Regions from separate parts of the Bos taurus genome. Here region 2 is linked to region 1. A link is a contact called in public Hi-C data. All regions are on one chromosome and are shown on one strand. The core of a region is the stretch at or near the end of the contact, and the rest is flanking DNA. Distances in the headings are between cores, read along the strand shown.

What was found. A called contact is a pair of places that touch in the nucleus more often than the background predicts.
Region 2: a Hi-C map of skeletal muscle shows a contact between it and region 1, with 3 times the contacts expected there. The contact joins the enhancer-like site here to the promoter of ELF2 in region 1. A contact is called at or near these places in 3 of 11 Hi-C or Micro-C datasets (liver, skeletal muscle and an unstated tissue).

Annotation. Positions count from the first base shown.
Region 1 is chr17:18,472,555-18,477,707 of ARS-UCD2.0, reverse strand. It overlaps ELF2 (E74 like ETS transcription factor 2), which reads right to left and starts at 2,863. Exons shown (of 10, transcript NM_001191138.2): 1 at 2,626-2,863.
Region 2 is chr17:18,536,489-18,541,743 of ARS-UCD2.0, reverse strand. All of the region lies in intron 4 of ELF2 (E74 like ETS transcription factor 2), which reads right to left. Among named protein-coding and RNA genes, the nearest start is that of NOCT, 61 kb to the left of the region's middle. Within about 2 kb of position 3,848, at least 1 of the 102 cell types and tissues checked has an H3K27ac peak or open chromatin away from gene starts, as enhancers often do. A contact at or near this core is called in skeletal muscle, where this site is marked.

The DNA of each region.
Region 1 (5,153 bases), core at 1,614-4,113:
GTTTCCATTTACATGAAATATCCAGAAAAGGAAAATCTATAGAAACAAAATACAGATCAGTAGTCGACTGGGGCCAGGAGTGAGAATAAGGGTTAATTGCAAAAAGACTAGAAAGAATTTTTAGAAGTAATAAAATGTTCTAAAATTGGCTTGTGGTGATAATTTAACAACTCAATATATTTACTAACGAATTATTAAATTTTGCATCCAGAATTAATTTGGGGTATTAAATAACTCAAAAAACTAATTTTTAAAAAAACTGTATATACTCAGGAGAAATGAAAACATATCCACACAAAAATTTGTACAAAAATGTACATTGCAGCATTACTTGTAATAGCTAAAAAGTAGAAACTCTAATGTTCATCAACTAATCAATGGATAAATAATATGTGGTATATCCATCCATACAATGGAATATTATTCAGCAATAAAAATGAAATGAAATGACACATGCTACAACATGAATGAACTCTGAAAGCATTATGCTAAGTCAAAGAAAGCAGTTATGAAAGATTACACACTGTAAGATTCCATTATGCAATTTGTCCAGAATAGAGACAGAAGGTAATTAGTGCTTGCCTAAGGCTGAGGGTTTTGGAGGAAAATGGAGAGTAACAGTTGATGGGTATGAGGTTCCTTTTTGGGGATAATGAAAATGTTTTAAAATTGATTATGGTGATAGTTCCACAACTCTGTGAATATATTAAAAACCACTGAACTGTACGCTTTAAATTGGTGAATTGAATGGTAAGTTAATTATATCTCAATAAAGCTGTTACTATCATCAACGACAATAAACCTTAGTGTACAATCTGTGAGCAGGTAAAGCCATCAACAATGATAAGGGCCTACCACAGCCACAGTTCCAATCTATCTACTTAGGATATAAAAATCTCAAAGTTACAAATTCTTTCCAACCTACTGTGATTATTTTGTAAATGAGTATATATGTCTGAATGGAAAAGTAATGATTTAACAAAGCAATTAGTTCAAGTCACTAAGTTTAAAAAAATACTGACATTAAACTGTCCAATTTCAAATGCCCAAGATATATGAATTTTCTACTTCATGTTTTTAGAAGATATCTCAGTAATATTCATATAAACTCACTTTGTAAACTATTACATCATATTTAAACCTTATTCCTAAACCCCTTTAAATGTAATTAGCTTCCAGTCTTATATAAAGTCATACTACCTTCTGAAGAAAAGAAGAAATTCTGAAACTCAAATATCCAATCCTATCTTGGTAAAGAAGACATTATTCTGTGCATTCTGGCACTATTCTGTGACCACAGCACTAGACAAAGTGCATAATTTACCTCACGATACAGACTCACAGTTAAAAAGAAAGGCAAATCTGATTACTAAACACCAGATTACTGTTCTATCATCACTGGATTAAAATTTAAACCACACAGTTGAAATAAATGTTGATGAACACAAGATAGGAGGTGAAATTCATAGTTGTACAATAAAGTGTTCACCTCTTCTTTCATGAAGTACGATGAACTTAAAGGCTATTCTGCAGCGTAGCTAGCTCCTACAAAAAAAGAGCCCAGGATGCTGGCACATGAGAAACGTTAGAAACTATTCAATCTAGATTACTCTTGGGGTAATGGAGTATTTTCTCCGTCCTCTATTGACATGGAATAAAAATGCTCAAGTAGAGAAGGGACTCGGCTGCCCAGCTCGCAAAGCTGCTCAGGCAGTCAGTTCCAGCCCTAGCCAAGCCTTCACCGTCCTCTTGCCGCGTCCCCCCCACCCTCCAATACCCAGGAACACGGTCCCGGAGGGCCAGCTTCGCGAAGAGAGGCTCCATAAGGCGGTCACTGGACGCGCGTGTTACAGAGCCCGTTTTTGTTTTGTTTAAAAAACAGATTCCTGTCAGAGCCCAGCCTCCCCACTCCCGCGGGAACAGGGGGAAGTGGCAGCAGGGGGCCGGTGTGGAGTGAGAGAATAAAAGAATGACCGAGTACAACCTGCCGTGCCAGCTAGCAGCAGAGGGCAGGAAAGGTAAGAGGCGGCTAGGAGGCCCGACGGCGGAGGAAACTGCTCTCCAGCCGGCCACGCCACCCCACGCGGCCGCAGCCGCCCAGGTCCCGCCCCGGGCTCGCCGCCCTGCCCCGGCGCCGGCCGCCGCCTCCCGCCTTACCCGACCCTCCCAGGACGCGTTTCCTCTAGGGCCGGACCCCCGCCCTGGCCTCCTCTCGGAATAAGGCGGGTCAGTTCAGTCCGCTTCTCGGCAGAGGTGACTCGCGCGGCGATGTAAACACAGCGAGACCAGCTGCGCGCGGCCCATCCCCCCCGCCGGGGTCTGTAACCTCTTCCCTCAGCCCTGCTCCGCGCCCCGCGCTCCTCGCGGGCGGGCGCGCCGCGCGCCTTACCCTTTCTCCAAGTCCAGCTCCCCAACCGTTGCCCCGGGGCACTCAGCCCCCTTTCCCAGCTCCCGGCCGGTGTCACCGCTACAGCCTCCGGAAACCCTCCGCAAACCCCGGAGCAAACAACACAGGCGCCGGGCGGGGGCGCGGAGGGAGGCGGTGGCACTCGGGACGGCAAGGCTTTCTCGCCGCACCCTCCGCGCTCCCTCCCTCCCACCAGCCTCGGCGGCCCGCGCTCTTACCTGCTCTCCGCGTCGCTCAGGAAGATCGCCGCGTCTCTTTCCCTCCCGGCAGGGCCGCGGACTAGCCGCCGCCGCCGCCGCCGTTGGCCAGGCGTCCGGAGGGAGCCGGGGCCTCCCCGGCTGCCCGAGCCGCTCCACTGGGAGAGGAGGAGACAAAACAGCGGCGCGCCGCCCCGCGCAGAGCCCCCCGCCCGCGCCGCCCCACCGACCCCCCAACCGCCGAGGCGACGGCGGCGACACTGAGCCCGGCGCGGGGAGCAATGGTGGCCCCCGCCCTCCACCCCCCGCCTCGGCTCCTCCCCCTCGGCCTCCTGCCGCCGCCACCAGGACACTCGAGTCCGCCTCCCCCACCCCGCCCGCTCAGAGCGCTCCTCCCCTCCCCACGCGGCGGCGGGGAGGGGGGGTACGGCGGCACCGCCAGTCACCGCCGCGCCTGTCAAACCCGGGCCGGCTATTTATACCCCGCGGGGCCCCGCCGCCCTCGACCCACACCAGCCCGCCCAACATGCTTCCGTGGCCGTCTCGAATCTCGCCCGCCCTGTAGCCCCCCAACTTCTCAAACCCGCCTTCTCAGGTAAAGACTCTCGCCACTTGTCCCGCTTCCTGCTCGGCGCTTCGCCAGCCTGTTCCCGACTCTGACCAGGGCCCGGGACTGGCGCGGGGGCTCCCAAACGCGGGCCGGCGCGTGGGGGGCAGCGGGGCCGCGCGTGCACCTGCAGCGGCCGCCGGCCCGGACCGCACTCACACACCCTTGCCCCTCTCTGAGGGCCCCCGCGGGCCCGGGCTGTCACCCCATCCCCAAGTTCTGGACTCCCGCCCTTCTCCAGGGACGGCTCGGCCCTCGGGCAGCCTGACAGTCACTGAGGGTTGGAGGTTGTGAAAACTCCTAGCCCGGGTCTCTGGCATCTCCACTCCCAAGCCTGGACTAAGTGGAAGGCGGGGGCGCGGGCGGGCAGGAGCGCGCCGCCGGCCCCGCCCCCGGTGCCTCCCCGGCCAGTGACCATCGTGGAGCCACGCCCCTCCCTGCCCGCGCCCCTCCGCGCAGCCCGCTCCTCCTCCTCCCGCTAGCCTGCAAACGTCCGGCCTTGTACCCTGCGGACCCCGCCCCATTCCCAGAAATTACCACCCGCCCAACGGCCGGGCCGCGCGACGGTTGGTGCCCGCGTTTGCTGACGGGCGGGCGGCTGGGCTCAGCGCGCAGCTGCGGAGCGCGGCGGGCCGTCCCCTGGCTCTGGCCCCGGGGAGCTGCGGGTGTCCGCACCGAGCCATTGTCGCTCCTCGCTTGGTCGGCGACGGACGGACAAGTAACTGAAGTCCGAGGATTGTCGGTGCGGAAATGCGGGAGAGTGTTGATGCGGGAGTATTTGAGTCCCTGCGAATTCGAAAAAAATGAAAACCCAGTTGTAGGTGCAAGCTTCTGGTTTCCCCCGTTTCACACAAAGAGGAATCTCTGAGCAGGGCACTCACGCGCTTCCAAGTACACAAAAGCCAATGACACGGTGCCCAGGGTTGTCCTGCGTTTGTAGCGCCTCATTAATGATCTTTCTTACGCACAGTTATGCGTATAAACGCCTCAACGTATTCCCCCACCAACACACTTGGCCGCCGCCGCATTTTCTTGTATTTATTCAACAAAGAACCGAGACTGTCCCAGTGCGCATGGGGACCGATTCTGGTCCCCTCCCGGGCTCCTGCAGCCGCACTCCGATGGACCCGTCACAGTGTTCAGCAGGTTCGTTTCCCGGCTCCAGTCTTAACTCTTTTTGAGGCTCCACCGTCAGTCCTGAACGAGGGAAAAACCCTGAGGATTATAAGAGATAGCTGTTCTTGAAAGTAACGTGGGAACCGTGGAAATAACGCTACAGTAAGGCTCAAACTTAAAAGAATCGCAGAAGGCCCTCTGATAGAAGTCTCTGAAGAGCGAGGAATTTAATGATCTTCTCTTTTTTAAAGCTAATAATGCCTGTATATTTACTGGGAAGCCAAGAGGGTTGTGAGGGGATTCTTTCCTATCTGAAAAAGCAACTCTGGGTACTTTTTTCTTAAGAGATTTTTGCTTTTAAACATAGGGGAAATCTGTATAGCAAATAGGGTCAAAGAGATCCTCTAAACTCTGATGAAGTTCTATAGATTCCTGAGTTTTAAAACAGCGACTCTTGCCACTTTTCTAAATTAAAGAATTTATAAAGCCCATTCAAGTCTTCCTTTGTGGCTCAGCTGGTAAAGAATCTGCCTGCAATGCCGGAGACCTGGGTTCGATCCCTGGGTTGGGAAGATCACCTGGAGAAGGCTACCCACTCCAGTATTCTGGCCTGGAGAATTCCATGGGTTGCAAAGAGTCAGACACGACTGAGCGACTTTCCCTATAACATTCAAATCTTTCATACCCATTAAACAGGATACTATAAACAGCATCCTTTCTAGGACGGTATTTCTAATGCCCTATTTTCTGTAAAATAGCCTATCACTTAAGGGAACTGTAAAGAATTGGCCTGCAGTGCAGGAGACTCAGGTTCATTCCTTGGGTT
Region 2 (5,255 bases), core at 2,599-5,098, 63 kb before region 1:
CAAGAAATTATAGTTCCATACTACTTATGAAAGGCCCTTAACTAACAGTAAAACAAGAGCAAGATGATGTATCCTCAAATGCAAGGGGAGTTCAATGCCTAAGAATTCTTCAATTAACTGATCATATTAATGAAGAAAAATCATAACTTATCAAAGAATGCTGAATAAGCACCTGATAGGATTCCATGAATAACTAACACAAAAGCAAAACCAGTGTCCTACATGGAAATTCCTTAACCTGGTATATATTATATACTAAAACCTACAACAAACACTAAACTTCAGATACACTCTCAAGATTTTGGAAGAAAACAGGAATGCGAATGAGAATGTAAATTGGTACAGCCACTGTGGAAAACACTATGGAGGTTCTTCAAAAAACTAAAACTAGAACTACCATATGATCCAGCAATTTCACTCCTGGGTATATATTCAAAGACAAAAACATTAATTCAAAAAGATACATGCTCCCCAGTGTTCACAACAGCATTATTTACAACAGTGAGGATACAAAGCAGTCAAAGTATCAATCAACCTATGAATGGATAAAGAAGATGTGGTATGTTTATGGAGACAGACAGACACACACACAGACACACACACACACAAATATATATACAGGAATACTACTCAGCCACAAAAAAGGAATGAAATTTTGCCGTTTGCAACAACATGGATGGACTTGGAATGTTATTATGCTTGGTGAAATAAGTCAGAGAAAGACAAATACTGTATATCACTTATGTAAGAAATGCAAAATAAACTAGTTATTATAACAAAAAGAAACAGACTCAAAGATACAGAAAACATGCCAGTGGAGAATGGAGAGGGGGAGGGGCAAAATAGGAGTAAGGGACTAAGAGGTACAAACTACTATGTACAAAATAAATAAGCTGTTATAAAGCACAGGAAACATAGCCAATATTTTATAATACCTATAATAATTATGAATCACTATTGTACACCTGACACATACAATGTATAAGTTAACTACACCTCATTTAAAATTTTTTCTAATTAAAAAAAATTTTTAAAGAAAATCCATTACCAAAAAAAAAAAAAACCAAGAAATGCCAATTAATATAACTACTCTCTAGCATATTAGAGTTGCTTGATCAACATCTTAAGAAATAAAAAAGAAGATGATTGGAGATTAGAGAGGAGAGGGCTGAGTTGTCCCAGCTGAGACCATCCTAGGCCATTAAGCTCCCCAGTTGATCCACAGACAACCACAAACAGGAGAATAAAATGTGGCAGATGTCTATCAGGAAGAACTGTGCAGCAGTTAAAAACAACAGATTGGATACATACAAAGCAACATGAATGGGTATTAAGAATAGTAAAAACAGACTTACTAAAAAACAGACTAAGATACATAATACCATTTCTATAAACTTTAAGTTTATACAACCAGATATATATACAGTTGTTGTTCAGTCACTAAGTCATGTCCGACTCTTTGCAACCCCATGGACTACAGCACGCCAGGGTTCTCTGTCCATCACTAGGCTCCCTGAGTTTATTCAAACTCATGTCCATATATACAGTTAATATACTAAAAAAAACCATTAATCCAATTAAATTTGATGGCTATGAGGGAGGAAAATTGGATTTTTACATAAATAAAAGGGGTAAAGAGGAATAAACAAATCAATTAAAAAATAAATAAAAGTATGAAACACGGATCTACTAATATTTTACTTTTCTATAAAAAGCTAGCTGTCCTAATATAATTTATTGAATAATTCTTCCTTTCTGTAAACCCACTCTATTATATACCAGGCATAAATGTATGCTTACTGTGTTTCAGGGCTCTCTAATCTTCTATTCTACCCAACTACTCATCTGTGGGCCAATATCACATTGAAAAATTTTATGAATAGGAGGGTAAGTATCACATATTTTGTTCGTTTGCAGTATAGACTACTTTTGGATCTCTATCTAACAGTTTGTCAATTCCACCAAAAACAGGTCCTCTTAGAATTTTGACTGGACTTGTATTGAATTTATACATTAACAGGGGAAAAATTAACAGCTTTACCATGTCCAGTTTTCCCTGTGTTTATTATGGGTTAAAGATTAAAGGAACCAATAAAATCGGTTTGGTCTGTTTTTCTATTGTTTCTTAAGGAAGTTGTGTATATCTTCATTTAGTTATGTCGCTCCATAAAGTAAAGTTCTTATTTTCATACAGGTATTGCATATACCTGTACCTAATTAAATGTTTAAAACCATGTGAATGGGATCTTTTTTTGTCTCATTGCTCTGGTATACAAAGCAACCCTGATGAACCTTCTAAGCAATTTTAAAATCTATCTGTTGTTGTTGTTAAGCTGCTCAGTAGTTGTGGTGCACAGGCTTAGTTGCTCTGCTGCTTGAGGGATCTTTCTGGACCAGGGATTGAACCCATGTGCCCTGCACTGGCAGGTGGATTCTTAACACTGGACTACCAGGGAAGTTTGAAATAGTGTATTTTGAATGATACCGATGTTTCCAGACATTGTTGAGATTCTGCTATGACAGTCACTGTTGAGACTGTGCTATAACAGTTAAAAACTGACCTGAATATAACTGGAAAAAAATATACAAGGTTGTATTTTATTTAGTTAGGTACAATGTTCTATATATCTCTAGTTTATCAAATTTGTTAATCCTGTGTTTCAGTTCTTTGATGTCATTTTAAATTTTGTGTCTGCTTAATTTGTCAATTTTGACAGAGATGTTTTTAAAGTCCCAGTTTTGTAGACACATCAACTCAGCCTTGTAATTCTTTAAGTTTTTACTTTATTTTTTGGTGGTAGCTTGCACAGCTTGTGTTATCTTAGTAGATCTTCCTGCAGTGGAAGCAAGGAGTCCTAACCACTGGACCACCAGGGAATTTCTAAACGTTTTTACTTTAAATGATATTACAAGGCTATGTTGTTAGATGCATATAAGTTTATGATGGTTATATTTTCTGGAATGTTCCTCTTAGCAGTTTGAGAGCCTTTGGCCCAGTTAATTTGTACTCTGAATTCTATTTTAGTACATTAGCTTTATTTGGTTAGTATTTCTCTGATAAAACATGTTTTTCCATTGTTTTTATTAAATTTTGTTTTGTGTATGTTAAAAATAGCAGACTTATGTTAAGATCACAATTGGTAATTTTAATATAATTGATGTTTTGGACTATTTCTACTGTCTGGATTTATGATTTGTATTTCCATAGTTTTTTCCTCCCCCTCTTCTGTTGCTTTTTTGTTAGATTGGTTAAAAATTTAATTTATTCCCTAACCTACCCCCCAACTTAGTACTTTGGACGCCATACTTTCTATTTATATTATTTTAGTATGCTCTAGTTACTTAAAATAAATGTTCTTTTCACTTCTCATCTTCTTCAGATCATGTTTCACACAGCTATTTTATTCAAAGGCCACCAAAATCTGGTTCCACTCTATCTTTCTAGGCTCATTTCTCTCAACCATATACATCTATGAAGCCTAATTAAACTACATTACTTACCAGTTTAAACTACATTACTTATCAGCTTCTAAATAAAATACAAAATTTCTGAAATTCTGTTCTGGTTCATGACGTTTTCTGATTCATTCACTCAACAAATATATGTTACTCAAAACCCACTTGGTGCCTGGCTTTGAGCAATACCAGTAAACACAACAGATATGGTCTCTGGCTTTATGAAGCATGAAGTGAAAAGATTAAACAATAAATATAAATATAATAAAGTAAAACTTCATGAATTCAGATAAATTTTAACTGGGAGTTGGCACCCATCTTGCACTCTATATTCTCTAACAACAGTCACTGGAGAACACAAATACCAGCAGGTGGCACCAAACCACCTAAGTCTGACCTTAGACTGATTTGGATACCTTATTCTGAATTCCACACACACATTTCCTCATCCACACAGACTGACTCGGGTCATTTTATTAAATTCACAATAATGTCAAATTTCAAATCACGTTTGTGATTTGAATTTTTTAGAATTACTTATTACTTTATCATGGGAGTTTATTGTATCATAAGTTTTGTAGGTGCTAATCAAAAAAGAAAAAAGGAATGGGAGTCTCCGACAAAATAACAGAACTGTCACAACTGAGACTGAAGAGTATCAGCTAAAGATCCTCTCTCTGAGAAAGTGACTTTCAAACTGATATCTGAAAGATGCCCAGGAATTAAAAGCTAAAAAATGGAAAGTAATATGTTCCAGAAAGAGAACAGCATATGTGAGCACCCTAGGAAGATAAAGTTTGATTTAAAGGAAAGGTATGTGTATGTCTGGGGTAAGGGTACTGGGTAATTCATCCGAGTATAATGCTTATGAGCTTGGGCCTTGGAGCCCTAGCTAACTTACCATCTGATTTATCATCTGCCTTTAAGTTCTTGTTCCACCACTTAAATAGCTGTCTAGCTTTAGAAAGGTTATTCAGCCTAGGGTTGCTAAAAGTATTAAATCTATTATATAAAGTCCTAAGAACTATTCCTGGCAATATAGTAAAGATATATTAATATTAGAGTTTTGGGTTTTGTTGCTATTATTGTTGTTATTGTTTCTAGATGGATGAGAGGAGACAAACTATTCTGTGTCTTGAAGGCCATGTTAAAAATCCTGAATATTGAGATTTCCCTGGTGGTCCAGTGGTTAAGAATCCACCTTGCAATGCAGGGAACATGGGTTCGATCCCTGATAAGGGAATTAAGATCCCACAGGCCCCAGAACAACGAAGCCCAACTGCCTCAACTACTGAGCCCAAAAGCCACAATTACAGAGTCCGCGTCTGTACACCACTAGAAAAGGTCTCACATGATGCAAGGAAGATCCCGAGTGGTGTAACTAAGACCTGACACAGCCAAGTAAACAAATAAATAAACCTGAAATTTATCCTAAGTGCAGTCAGAACCCACTAAAAGGTTTTTCAGGAAGGGAATATCACATTTCAATTTATAAATATATTTTTAAAATCAACATGAATGAATTGATTAGGGTTGGGGGCAGGGGGCAGCAGGCAGGAATGGAAACAAGATCTACTGGAAGACTAAAGGTCATCATAATAGCTCATATAAAAAATAACTACAGGTTGGACTAGGCTAGTAGCAATAAAGTTGGAAAGAAATTGTTAGATTTATGATACATTTTGGTGGTAAAACTGATGTGATTTGGTAATGGACTAGGAGGTTAAGGGAGGAAAGGGTATAAATGATGGCTTCTTACAATACCCAGCCCCAAATCTTGAATAAAGTCTTCCCTACTA